Regions from separate parts of the Gossypium hirsutum genome. Here region 1 is linked to region 2. A link is a contact called in public Hi-C data. All regions are on one chromosome and are shown on one strand. The core of a region is the stretch at or near the end of the contact, and the rest is flanking DNA. Distances in the headings are between cores, read along the strand shown.

Evidence for each region. Hi-C and Micro-C count contacts between places; a contact is called where the count stands out from the background.
Region 1: a contact with region 2 is called in a Hi-C map of leaf, with 3 times the contacts expected there. The contact joins the enhancer-like site here to the promoter of LOC107920117 in region 2. A contact is called at or near these places in 4 of 34 Hi-C or Micro-C datasets (leaf and seedling).

What each region holds. Positions count from the first base shown.
Region 1 is chrA08:35,433,198-35,440,080 of Gossypium_hirsutum_v2.1, forward strand. No RefSeq gene overlaps it. Among protein-coding and RNA genes, the nearest start is that of LOC121205283, 35 kb to the left of the region's middle. Within about 2 kb of position 3,459, at least 5 of the 9 cell types and tissues checked have an H3K27ac peak or open chromatin away from gene starts, as enhancers often do. A contact at or near this core is called in leaf, where this site is marked.
Region 2 is chrA08:34,691,643-34,698,360 of Gossypium_hirsutum_v2.1, forward strand. It overlaps LOC107920117 (tRNA (adenine(37)-N6)-methyltransferase), which reads left to right and starts at 2,592. Exons shown (of 9, transcript XM_041074449.1): 1 at 2,592-2,797; 2 at 2,876-2,997; 3 at 3,097-3,178; 4 at 3,540-3,589; 5 at 3,692-3,784; 6 at 4,150-4,209; 7 at 4,333-4,407; 8 at 5,390-5,470; 9 at 5,641-6,151. The coding sequence starts at 2,725. The coding sequence ends at 5,988.

The sequences.
Region 1 (6,883 bases), core at 2,209-4,708, 740 kb after region 2:
ATATTCAAGGAGAGTTACAAATTATTTTTTACTTGAACATTTATGTGCCTAACATTTCTTTGTTTAGTGTTGATGGTTTGTGTTTTAAGGAGAGCTAATTGATCCATATTGATTTGGGGGATCAAAATCATGTCTTTGATTATGGAGATAGTTTTTGGTGCACAGGAAAGCTTAGGTAAGTATTTGTTTACTTTTATTATTATTAGTTCTAATCCCTTTTCTTTTTCTACAACTAAAGATTCAAGGATAAATCTTCTTGAGGAAGGGGGAATTATGCAAGTCTTAAGGCCCAATTTCAAGCTCATGGATGTGATGAGCTTACACTACCTCAAGGCCCAATAACAAGGTCAAAGGCCAAGTAAATCAAACCAAGATTCAATCAAAGATAATATGTGAGTATGAATATGATACATGCACGAAATAGGTGAAATTTATTAAAGTCAATTCAACCAAGCTACCAATTTTCAAGCTAAAAAGATTGGTCAATTTACGATGAATTTTTAGATCAAATGCAGACATATATGAGCTTAGAAGTCTGCATTGTAGTTGAAATTTTATCTCTTAGCTTCGCAATGCACTTTGAATCACTAAATTTTGAAATAGGGGGCTCAAGTTATGACTATTTTAGTGAAGATTTCACGAGCAAAATTTCTAGATAAGATTATTACGGAAATTACAAGTTTCAGGTTTTTAATTCGAGTTTAAATCATATTGGGTTAGATTTTTAGGTTTAATTTTTATTATATATGAGTCCAATATTGTATTTATTAGCTCTTTCAAATTTTGGTTATTTTTAAGTATTTTAAGTTATTTAGGAGTTTTATGTCAATAAGAAAGTTTAGTTCAAAATTTTTCTTGCTTAGGTTATTAGAGTTTTAGTATGCTTAAGAGTTTTATTTGTATTTACTTAGCCAGCCTATAAATGTCTCTTCATTGTACACAATCAACAACCAATTCATTCATTGTTCATTTTAAGTTAATAAAATTTCTCTTTGAGTTTTCTTTTAAAAGTGTTTTAATAATCTTGTCAGATTGTGAGGATCGTCTTCAAGCTTTTTCTTGCCAAGTTTTCTTTCTTGGAGGAAAAATTAGAATCGTTTGAAGGGGGTTATAGATTCATCTTGTTTTCAAGGCTCCTTACGGCTTTTACACGCCACTTTCCGTCTATCTTATTTTCTTTTTTAATTTATTATTGTTTAATTGTTCAAATCTTTAATTTATTTAATTGTTCTTTTTTTTTCTATCTTCATAATTTATTTTAATCGTTGCCTTTTAATTCTTAGATCTAACTTGGATTTGTTTGCGTTTTAGGTTGTGTCAAACTCCAAGTTTTTTTTATTCGTCTAGAGTCCTACACCAAATTCGAGACTTTGATAAACTTACGATCCTATTCTGCACCCATTTTCTATCATTTGGTATCATTTGCGATCTTATTTCGTTGTTGGTTCCTTATCATCAACATTGTTAAAAATTTGATGTTTTAGTTATAATTTCTATTAAAAAGATTGATTTCACTCTTTTTGAAATATTAATAACTAAGTTTAGCTAAAAAGGAATAATTGTCAAATTAAAAGAAAAATGTAAACACTATGACTTTTCAAAAGATAAAATATTTGCTCCTATGGATAAATGATTCTTGTAAGATGGTTTGAATAAAAAAGCCCAAAAAATAAAAGAGGCTTGTAGGAAGTTTGGGACATAGCTAGACTTGTTTATGAGTTGGGATACTCGCCCGAAAATTGAGAGGATCTGGGTAAATATATTAGGCCCGGAAAATAGACTTGGATAAAAAATTAGGCCCGAAAAATAAACTTGGACAAAAAATTAGGCCCATTTAAAATGTAGGCCAAACTCGGGCTTGAACATTCAAAACTTGAGCCTGACCTGACCCAACCTATTTTTAAGCTAATAATATTTTATGTTATGTCAGTTTATTACATATAAAAATTAAATCTATAGCCGTACTACTATTATGATGTAAACACTAAAATAGTTAAGGTGATTATATATAAAATTTTAATGAATAAAAATATATAAATTATTAAATAGTAAATTAAAAATAATATAAATATATTTTTAAAATTTTTAAAAATTATTATAAGTAAGTTTAAAATGAGTTTGAGTTAATTATTTACAAATATGAACGAATTTAGACAAAATTTTAAATCTATATTTTAAATTGAATCAAAATTAAATAAAATATAAAATATATTAATATTTTAGATAGACCCGACCGATTTATGAAACATTATTTCCGATTACTTCAAAAATAATAGACGGTTAATATGTGACTTACAAGGTTATCTAAAAAGGATTAAAAAAAGGAAAAGAGGAATAGAAACGAATGGTTGAAAGAGACAGTTGGGTGAGTGGGAGAGCTTTTTCTTTAGTGACCGCTGCTGGCTGGGAAGGGCAGGTTGTAGGAAGAAAGAGACAAAAGGGTGGTGGGGCTCCGCAGCCGTGTCTCTTGTGAATCAATTTGTGAAGTCCTGTCTTTGCATTAGGAAACAAGTGCTCTTCTGACCCATTTCCCATTTGCTTCTCTTATTGGGTCACTTACCCCCTTAAGTACTGACTCACCCTCCACAAATATCATATCTTCACTCTCACTACTTTAACAACTGCCTTATTCCCTGTCATTTTCAATATGTTTTCTGTTGGTTTGGAATTTATGATGAGTGATGGAAGATGTTCTTGCATTCAAGGTGGCTGACCCAATCCCAGGTTAAGATTTACGAGTGAGATCCACTCTTAGTCCTCGGGAAGATTATGATTTACGAGTTCAAATGGAACTAATAATATAACTATTGGCAGCAACCAAACAGCTGCAAATTAGGAAATATAGTTTATGATTCAATCCTATCCTATAATCATGGATACATTTCAGCTTTCAACTCTATCAAAAACCATGAAAACTCGCATGGATGTGAAAGCTGAACTTCCATATCTAGCAAACAAGATAGCGCTTTCCATTTCAGTGTGAAACAAGGAACATTGTTTCAGGTCTATGTCGACATGTCATTACGTATAATGATTCTCAGCGACGAATTTTATGAAAAAGATGGGGTGCCACCAATACTTTTTAAGTGCTCTCCCTTGTATAAATTGCTATTGTGATTGAATGGCATTCTTAGCACTAAACAATCCTTGATTCCTCCGAAATTTACGAGTAAAATAAATGGTGAAAATATCACCTAGCTACGGTTTTGTTTTTGTCAGGGAGTTGATAAATTGACTGCTACAATGCTTCTGCCCTTTCCTCTCTCTTTTCTAACCAGATTAGAGTGGTAAAATTATCTCAATTATTTGTGGGAAATATGTAAGGATTGTATATTTTCTTAGCTACCAAACAAGAGATATGTCGTGGGAAATGTTGTTTCATTTGTACCTTAGTGTATGCAGGCCTCTGCCTGCTGCTTTGTTGGGTAGTGTCCTTAGTTTTGGTTCTTTCAAGTGGTAAGGTTGGGCCAAAATGCTTTAACTTTCTCACATGGAGACTTTTATGAGGATCACATCACAGTTTATATTTAGTTGTAAATTTAATGAAAATGAGTCGAGCATTTGGTGAAAAGTTTTGAGGATGTTGGTTGTAAAAGTTGACATAAGTTGGAAGCTTTTTGACCAGAAAATTTTAATTGATTTGTCCTGTGCAGTCCTACATGCCCTGCCCCATACAAAACATATGTCCTTGTTATTGAAAACACTTCATCATCCACAGCTTCTATTAGACGTGTATGCCACATGTTGCTTAAAGGTTCATTGATACCGATGGTTTTATACCCTTTATATTTACTTTTGTATAGGGTGAGCAAAACACGATTTAATTTGAAAAAATAAAAAAATTCGAATTTTGAGTTAAAAAAATCTAGTTATTCGAGTTATTCGAGTTAACTCAAATTTTTTTTTCGAATTTCGAGTTCGAATCGAGTTGTGTTTTCGAATTCGAATAACTCGAATAATTCGAATATCAAACTATAATATTTTACATTTTTGCCCCAAACTCCCAAACTTTTTTACTTTTCTCTCAAAACTTTTACTCCTTCCCACTTTCCCCCCAAAACTTTTACTCCCCTTCTATCCCAACCCCCAATCTACCCAAAATCTATTTTCCACAAAAATTTTGCTCTCCCATTTACTTTTTCTCAAAATTTTACTCCCAAAAACCCTCAAAACTTTTTATTTTCCCCTAAAACTTTTATTCCTCCCACTTTCCCCCTAAAATTTTTATATTATTTATATTCAGGGGCGTAGCCAGGGGGCTGGCATGGGCCCCGGCCCCCCTAAAATGAAAAATTTTATTTTAGGCCCTTGAAATTTTTTAAAAATTTTAAATTAGTAAAGGTAAAATTGCACTTTGGCCCCCCTAAAATTATAAAAAATTAATATAATCCTTTACAAATTATAAAAATATAAACTATAAAAAAATTAAAATTTCATCCGGCCCCCCTAAAAAAATTTTCTGGCTTCGCCCCTATTTATATTATTTAATTGTTTAGTCATATTGAATATTTATATTAAAATTGAATTATTAATTATGCCATTAAATATTCATGTTAAAATTTTATATTGGTATCAATTTCACATTTTGTCTTTAAAATAACTTTTATTAAAAAATCACATTTTTACATTAAATATATTTTTTAATTCCAAAATACATAGTAGCAAGAATGTGAAGATAATTGAAACAACTAAGCAAGCAAAGAATCTAACCTGTATATAAAAGATTAATAAATAAATTATGAGGTGATGAAAATTAATAAAAATTTTGATTAAGGTGGACAAATTTTATTACGATAGGTGACAGTGGTTACAATGACTCAAAATTATTTTTTAAAATTTAACTCGAACAAATATATTTGATTTGATTCGACTCGAATTCCATCTCACTTGACTCGATTCGAGAAATTTTCAAATCAAATTAGGATGATAAAATATGATTCGTAAACTCGATTAACTTGAAATTTTTTCATTTGATTCGATCGAACGCTCACCCCTACTTTTGCATACGGATCTCTCAAAATAAAGTTTTTTTTTATTTTTATTTTGCTAGTAATTATTTACTTTTTCTAAAGCATAGTATCGATGATAGAATTTAATTAGTTGATGTAATTATTAATAAATTTATTTAGTTATTCAACTTACAAAATAGTAATTAAATTATTCAAATGTTTTTATTTAAGTCATTAAATTACTAAAAATGTTATTGTATGGCTTTCTTCATTCACACTGTTTACACCAATCGAAAGCTTTCATTCACCTTCTTTTCTATAGTTCAATTTTTTTCATGAAGCAACTTTTAAATGTTACAAATTTATAATCTAAAATCTAAATAGTTTTTTTCTTCGATCTTCGACATTGATCGTTGGATCGACTTAGATTGAAGGTATATCCTATTTGTCAATGAGTACTGATCTACTGTATCGATTGCCGAATTATCACTTGAAATTCACTAGCTCTATTTAAAAAAAAACGTTAATAGTGCAATGCCTTAAATAAAAGCATTCGAATAGTTTATGATATGAATAAAATTTTTAAATAATTCAGTGATTATTTTATAGTCTTTTAAAATTAAATAATTAAAATATAAATTTATTGATAGTTTAATAATCTTAAATATAATTTACCCTATTTATTTTATGTACTACCTAAAAATTATTTTTATAAAAAACAAAATCAGTTATCTCACACCTATTAATTCACTTGTTAAGATATGAACAAGTAGAATTGATAACCATATCAAGTCACTATTTTGACCTTGTTGTTATGATAATTATCTAGTCTGCAGGTTTTCAATATTTGTATGATTGAAACGAGACAAAAATGACTGCAAATTGCAGATAAATTTTACTATCACTGCTATCATTATCACTTTTTTCTCTCAGGGATTTCTTTATTATCTTGTTTTTTATAATTCAAACCTTATCTTATTCGGAAACAATATCTTTCTTCCACCATTATCCAAATGTGCCCAGTTATTTACTTTACAATTTTGGCAATTGCTGTGATTTTGCATTAAGGAACAGCGTAAGCATTGTACAAATGAGCAGTTTTTAATATTTCCCCACAGTATTTAACTTAGTACAACCATTTCTCTTTTTATACATGATTGATTTTTGTTTTGTTTTTTTAAATTTAATTTACATAAAATTAATTTTAGTCTTTTATTTAATTTTTCGACTCTTTTAGTTTTTAAATTTGAATTATTTATCAAATCATTCTAAAATGAATGGAAAAATTAACCTAAATTGACTTTATTGATATGACATCTATATGTATTCTAATTATCAATTAATTAATTTTTAAAAATTAAAAATATTGAAAAAATGATTTTTATACTTTTTTAAATTTTAATTTTTTAAAAAATAACAATTAATTATTGACGTGATAATCTATGTGTATATCATATTGATAAATTATAAATATTAATTTTTTTATTTATTTTGAAGTAATTTGATAAAAAATAAAAAATTAAAACAATTTTTTTAGATTAAGACTAAATAAATTATTTTACCAAGTATATATATGAATAACAAAATTTTGGTTTTGAGAATTGCAGCGATGTGAGGTAGATAGGATAACAACTTTACAATGAAATTTGATGCAATGGGTGTGGTCTTTCTCGGCCTTTTTCCCTTTGGTCTTTGTCTCTCTTTCTATTCTAATTGGAAACGGCAGCGCCAAGGAATATAATAAATTATTCAATTAACATTAATACATTGCTAATCAAAACAATTTTCTTAAAAAAAATTCAAATGTAGGAAATGGCGATGTATATTAGGCTTAAATGTAATATTAGTCCTTATATTTTATCTTTTTTTCATTTAGGTAGCTAAATTTTTTTATAAAAATAATATCTAAACTATTAATTTTATTTTTTATCCTA
Region 2 (6,718 bases), core at 1,342-3,841:
TGGGAATCTAGCAACTCTTGCACGCTATCCCTCTGGAAAGTGAGACACATGGTCACAAAGTCCCTGGATTGCTTCTTCAAGTCCTCAATGCTTTCCCCAAGCACATTGTCTAACTCTTTTGCGTCCTCCATGGACTCCTCAAGTTTACCCACGCGTTCCTCAACAGTCGATAGCATCTCCGTCAAAGACTTTCTAGCCCACCTTTGTTCAAACTCCTCTTTCGACATCCTAACGGTGCCTTCGAACCAATAGCTCGGATACCACTTGTCACGGGGCCAGATCTTTCGTCTCGCGATCTGTGCGACCTTAGGTGATTCGTTCGTCCAAACTCACTTAAGTCAGCCTTTACTTAAGTGAGGATTCTTTAAGAACTTCTCCAAGGCACCAATTTGTAGAGCGAAAGCGATTTATGCCAAAAGAAACTTGCAAAGAACAACAGAAAGAGCGCACACCAAGTGTTTGAGTAAATACTCTCAATATTCTCTTATTCACAAAGAATAATGCAACAATGAATTGAGTGAGTACAAATGAGGGGGAGGCTCTCAATTTATAGTTGAGCTCTTCCAAAACTGACGGTCAAGATACATTTACATTAACGGACGGTATTAACCATATCCCTTAATTTTAGGGATTTACAAGATATGGCATATCAAATCTAATCTAATCTTTACAAGATATGATTCTGTCAATCTTCTAAGATTAGTTACCAAATTAGCTTAAGTTGTCGTATCTTCATTATCGAGCCAACCAAGCTTCAATATGATAGGCTTCTCCAACAGCTTCCTGAATTAGACCAATTCTTACGGGGTGATCCCCATCCAAACAATAGACCTCCATTGGATGGATTTGGTGCGATGGTCACGGGCTTTGAACTACGGCCTGTGACAAAAGCGCGCCCAGCTGGACATGCTTTCACACTTTCTCTCCGAAATCGACCTATTTTCCTAAATCTTGAAAAAAAAAACGATTTATTTGGCCAATTAAAAAAATCAGCATATATTGCCTATTTAACCAAAAAAATAAAAAAACTAAGGACCCAAAATCATAAATTGATTTTTTTATTTTAGACTATATTAAAACAAAAAAAAAACATTAATATTTTATATACTTAAATATTTTTATCAAATATTTACATATCACTCATTTACTAGCGTAAGATACCGTCTTAAAAATTTTTAACGGTGCTAAATTATTGGAATAATATGTGAAACTTTAACTACCACTTTGATAAAGAAAATATATATGTATCAAACTAAGAAAAATTATGTTTGGATATTAAATTATATATTATGGCTATAGTATATCTCTTAAACGTATGGACGAGAAATTTACAGAAATAATATTAAAATAATAATTTATCTCTCAATTAATATAGATTTACTTTTATTTATCTAAGTAATATGTTTTAATAATAAAAATAATAATTTGAGTTTCTCAATGACCAAACTGACTTAATTAAAAATAAAAAAATTATGAAAAAAAAGCCTTTAAAATTTTAAAAAATTAAATAAAATATGAAAAAATTCTAAAATTTAATGTTATTTAATCCAGACTAAATTAGTTGAATAAAAAATTGGTTGATGTATCGAAGCGAGTTAAAAAAATTGATTGAATTAATAGTTGAACCAATTTTAAACTGGTCTGACCAATTGGTTCCCATAATCACTGGTCTAATCGTTTCAAAGCAAATAAATTATAAAAAAAATAAAAATTACAAAATTATATAAATCAATTCAACTATTAGTTCAAATGATTTTTTAGCCCGGGGTTAAACAATCCGTACTAGTTCATGGGTCAACCAATTTTTAAAATTTTTAAACTTTTTTAGCCTTAAACATTTACAATATTTTTCTATTAATTTGGTCCATACCCTTTAAAAGTATTTAAAATATTTTAAAATTTATTTATTTTTTCATATTTTAAAAAACATAAAAGTTTAAAATTATATTTTTTAAAATGAAAAATGAAAAATTCTTTAGAATTCAAAAGTAATATGTTTTAAAAATATAAAAAAATTCAAAATTCATTGTTATAAAAACCGAACTGGTTGAATAAAAAATCAGCAAGTCAACTAATTTTTTACCTTTTATTTGACCAATACCCCAACCAATTTCTAGTCTAATTTGGTTTAGATAATATTGAATTTTAAAATTTTTTATATTTAATTTTAAAAAAATAATTTTAAAAAGTTTCTATTTTCATAATTTTTTATTTTTTAAAATTATAATTTTAAAATTTTACTTTTTTAATATTAAAAAGAAAATTTTAAGTTTACTAATGACGAAATCAGCATCAATTGGAAACCCAAATTATTTTTTACTATTTCAAAATATATTTAAGTAATAAATGATTATTTTAGTATTGTTTCTGTAAATTTGTTTCTGTAAATTTCCCAAGCATGGACCTTTGCCACTTAACACAGTCTAAATTGGATTGTAGTAACAGTTTCGGGCTAGCCATGGCCAAGGGAACATAAGCAACAAGGGCCTTGGATCATTATTTTCGGGCTTACAGCCGTTCTCTGTTTGATCCAATTTAAGAATCCATGCCATACCATCTCATTTCCCAAGTGCCAACCCAAAATTAAAAAAAATAAATAAAGTAGAAGAAACTTCAAACTTGTTTGTTCCTAAGCTAAAACCCTACTCAACCCAACTGCAGCTAGCTAAACTTGGATGAAAGAGCAGAAGAAGAAATACTACAAGCACTAATTACACAAAACCCATGTCCTCTACCCGATACTCCATCTTAGCATTGGCACTTGCTTCTCTGTTTTCTGCTTCTTCAGCTATCTCCTGTACATCTCTCTTCACCCCCTTTTTATTCTTTTTATTTAATTTGTAGCAATGGTGGATGTTGATCTTCTTTCTTTCAGTTTATATATGGAGGAAAAATTTGATAGAATGGGATTCAAAGTTGAAAGAGCTTAAAAAATCCCTCAATTCTGCTTTGGAAAAGTGTGCTTCTGAAAGACAAGGTCGGATTAGGGCTCAACAGGTTCTTCCTTCTCTCTTTTATTGTTTTTATTCTTTATGATGACTGTTATTTTTCTTTTGGTTTTGTTATTTATTTGTAAGAAAAAATCCAAATTTGTAGGCATTGAGGAAAGCAGTAGTCGCTCAACCACAAGCCAAGTCTGAGAATTTAGACATACCATCGTATCCAATGGCACCTATTGGTATCGTTCAATCTTGTTTTTCTACGAGGTGATTTCCAGATGGTGCTTCGTTTAAAAAAAAATTAATGACTGATTGGGTAAATAAAATTTTTTATTCTGTTAATAGAAGCTATGCAATAATAACGCTTGCCTTGGTAAATAATCAGATTGAAGCTTACTACTAATTTATCTTTGCTACTTAAGGATGGTTCCAATTGCTTGTAAAATTTATGTAGGAATGGAACCCGTAGGCAGCCTCTACTTGTCCCTCTTGCTAGGGCATCTTTGGTTTTTGATTCAACTAGAATGCCTCCAGCATCACTTGAGGGTCTCGAAGAATACTCTCATTGCTGGATTATATATGTATTTCATTTGAATACAGATCTGGAAAAGTTATGGAAGCATCCATCTAAATCAAAGTTTAAGGCCAAGGTTTGTGGAACTATAATAATGATACATATATATTCGTTTCTATCTTTTATGAAACTTTCTTATCATCTTTAGACTTCTATGGAAGGTTGGTCACTTTAATAGGTCAGAGTTCCAAGATTGAAAGGAGGAAGGATGGGAGTTTTTGCTACACGATCTCCACATCGACTGTGTCCTATAGGACTCACTGTAGCAAAGGTATGGAGTCATGTACAAATGTGTTATTGTTGTAACAACATGTTTACCTATGATTTTTCCTTCAATATATCTAATGGAAGTTTTGTTATCAACACTAAAAGGAGGATCTTTCATAAATATATTCCAATGGCTCTTTTCTTAAGGGTTAATGTTTACTTGAGCTCATAACATTTGTGATGTTTCATGTATCAATTGGAAAAATATATATCTCTGTTAAAAGAAGCCTTTCAATGTCAATATTTTTGTCTGCCTTGAGTGAATTTCTGAGACATCATGGAGGACTTTGGTGAAGCATCATCAGGATACATGAAATTTGAAATTGAGAGAATGATCACTTTGGAACTGATATACTCTTTATATATTAGGTGGAGGCAGTACAAGGAAATATGGTTCTACTCTCAGGAGTAGATCTAGTTGATGGAACAGTAAGCTCGCATTTCCTGAACTTTACTGGGAGCTATGATTGGCTTTTTCCACTTTCCTGTTTTTATGCATTTTCTTAACAGCTATGTATATAAATCATGCCTCATGTATGATTTTGTTAACAGCCAGTGCTGGACATCAAACCGTATCTTCCATATTGTGACAGTATTGAAGGAGCAGTTGTACCTAACTGGGTCATGGTATTTTCTCTTTTATTGTTCTTTAGCTTCCTACTTCATTTATGTATATTGTTAAGAAATATTGTTTTGTTTATTTTATTACAAGTCTTATTCTTGAATAACACAACTAAACTGATTCATTTTTTACTAAATTTAGTTTAGACCTGATCATGTGGCCCGGAACGAAGGCCCACCGAAAAAGTAAGAGTGTTTGGGTAAAAATATAGGCCTAAAAAATGGGCTTGGAAAAAATCATAAAGCTTGTTTAGAAAACGGGTCGGGTCTTGGATAAACTTTTTTGGCCCAAGTCCAGCCCAAATTTGAAAGAAAAAAGCTGCTGCTGTTTATTGCCATTTCACTATTATATTGTTACTATTTTGTTGTTATTATATAGATATTGTATAAATCTTATTTTATTGTTAATTTTACTACTATTTTAAAAGCATTTGCTTGTTAAATTGCACCTGTTTTAATGTTATTGAAGTATAGAATGTTTTTTCATTTATTTTTAATTTATTGGGAAACATTTATTTTAATATTTTTAATGTATTTGATGTATTATATTTTTATATAAAGAATAATATAAAAAATTTTGATATGGGTGGTCGGGCTGGGCTTGGGTTTTAGCTTTTTTATCTAGGCCAGGCTTGAGTAAATTTTTAGGCCCATTTTTCAAACTGAGCTTATAAAATAGGCCTGAAATTTTATTATGGCCCGGCCCAATATCACCTTTAATTTAGTTTCTTAGAAAAATAATATATAATGCTGTAACTTTTTCCTTGAATGAGATATTGTCCATTAATTTGATAAATGCGTACACGTTCGTCATTATTTCATTCATTCTAGCGTCTGCCTTTTACTCTTTAGCTGCTCATTGAGAGTGTAACTGTTAGCAAAATATGCCACTTCATACCTTTCCTTTCCATTCCATTCATCTCATTATGTGCATCTGCCCTCAATTTTTTCTGAAGTATGCCTAAATTTTTGTCAAAATTTTTGTCAGTTGGATAGTATGTTGTCAGTGGCTTCCGTTGGCTTCTCTGATGACTTCTCTTCCTCACTCCTGGACTGCTGGAAATCAGTGGTAAGCATGCTGATGTGTTTCTATAATTTTAAATAAGGCTTGATGGTGTAGCATCTATGCGACAGCCAATCTGAAAGGCTTGTTTTGTTTGTTTATTGTTTTGCCCGCAAGACTGCTCTGTTTTTTGGTAGGAAACTATTTGTTGATCCAAAAGAATTTGTTTGTTACAGGAGAAGAAGTCCCTATATTCTTCACCAGATGAGCTCAAAAGCTTGGTAAAACAAGCCCTTTCATGGGATATTCGTTCAGTATCTCAACGAAACCGACCTCATAATAATCTCCTCAAAATAGGAAGTGGTGATGCCTCTGATAATGCTTCAGATTTGGATGATTCCCAAGATGGAGAAGCTTCTGGAGAGTTAATTTATTACCTGATTTTGGATGGAATGGATTTCTCTTACAAGATTGATGGCAATGGCGATGTGATGGTGAAGGAAGTCCATCTTTCATCTGCCATCTCCTTTGGTAATAATAAAAAACGTTGCAATTTCTTGATGTGGAAGGACAAGATTAAATAAGCTGTTTGCTTTCTAAAGCCTGACATTATTCCTATTCTCACTAATGTTGATTTTTTGGTACATTTTCTTTTTCTGGTGCTGCATAAAACTAAGAATGTGTTGTTTTTCATTACCGACTGTCTTTCACCTTTGAATTTGACGAGAAATATGATATGATTCAACAGATGATACTTTTTCTTCTGTTTGAAGCTAATTAATGATAGACAGGATTTTAGATGTGAGTCATTTACATTTTACAGGAGATGGAAGGTCTTTCTTTATGGCTAAGAAAAAAAAAAGGAAGAGATTTTAAGATCCTCCAGAGGATATTCAAAGGCCTGTTAATGATGTCCTTTGAAACAAGTTGACATGGATCTGTGCAAAACCATATCCATCACATGAGCCTCTTAAATGCCAATTTGTTGGTGGATAAGTGTTACTTAAATTATACTATTTTTTCAAAGTTGGTTGGTAGTCAAGCATTTTTTTTTTCAGTTACCTAAAGTGGTATTTAATTTCCTAAATTATCTCGATAGTTAAAAGGAACTCTTTAGCCAATTATTTTATGTGGTACTTTTAAATAAGTTAAAATTAAAAGAAAAGAATTCAATTATAAAAAATCAAATTTAATTAAATTGAAACTGTTAAAAAATTACTCTCCTTTCTCATTATTCTTTCTTTTTTTTTTAATGTTCTTTTTAACTATTAGATAATTTTTCTATGCAATTTTCTTACAAATTTTCTTCTACAC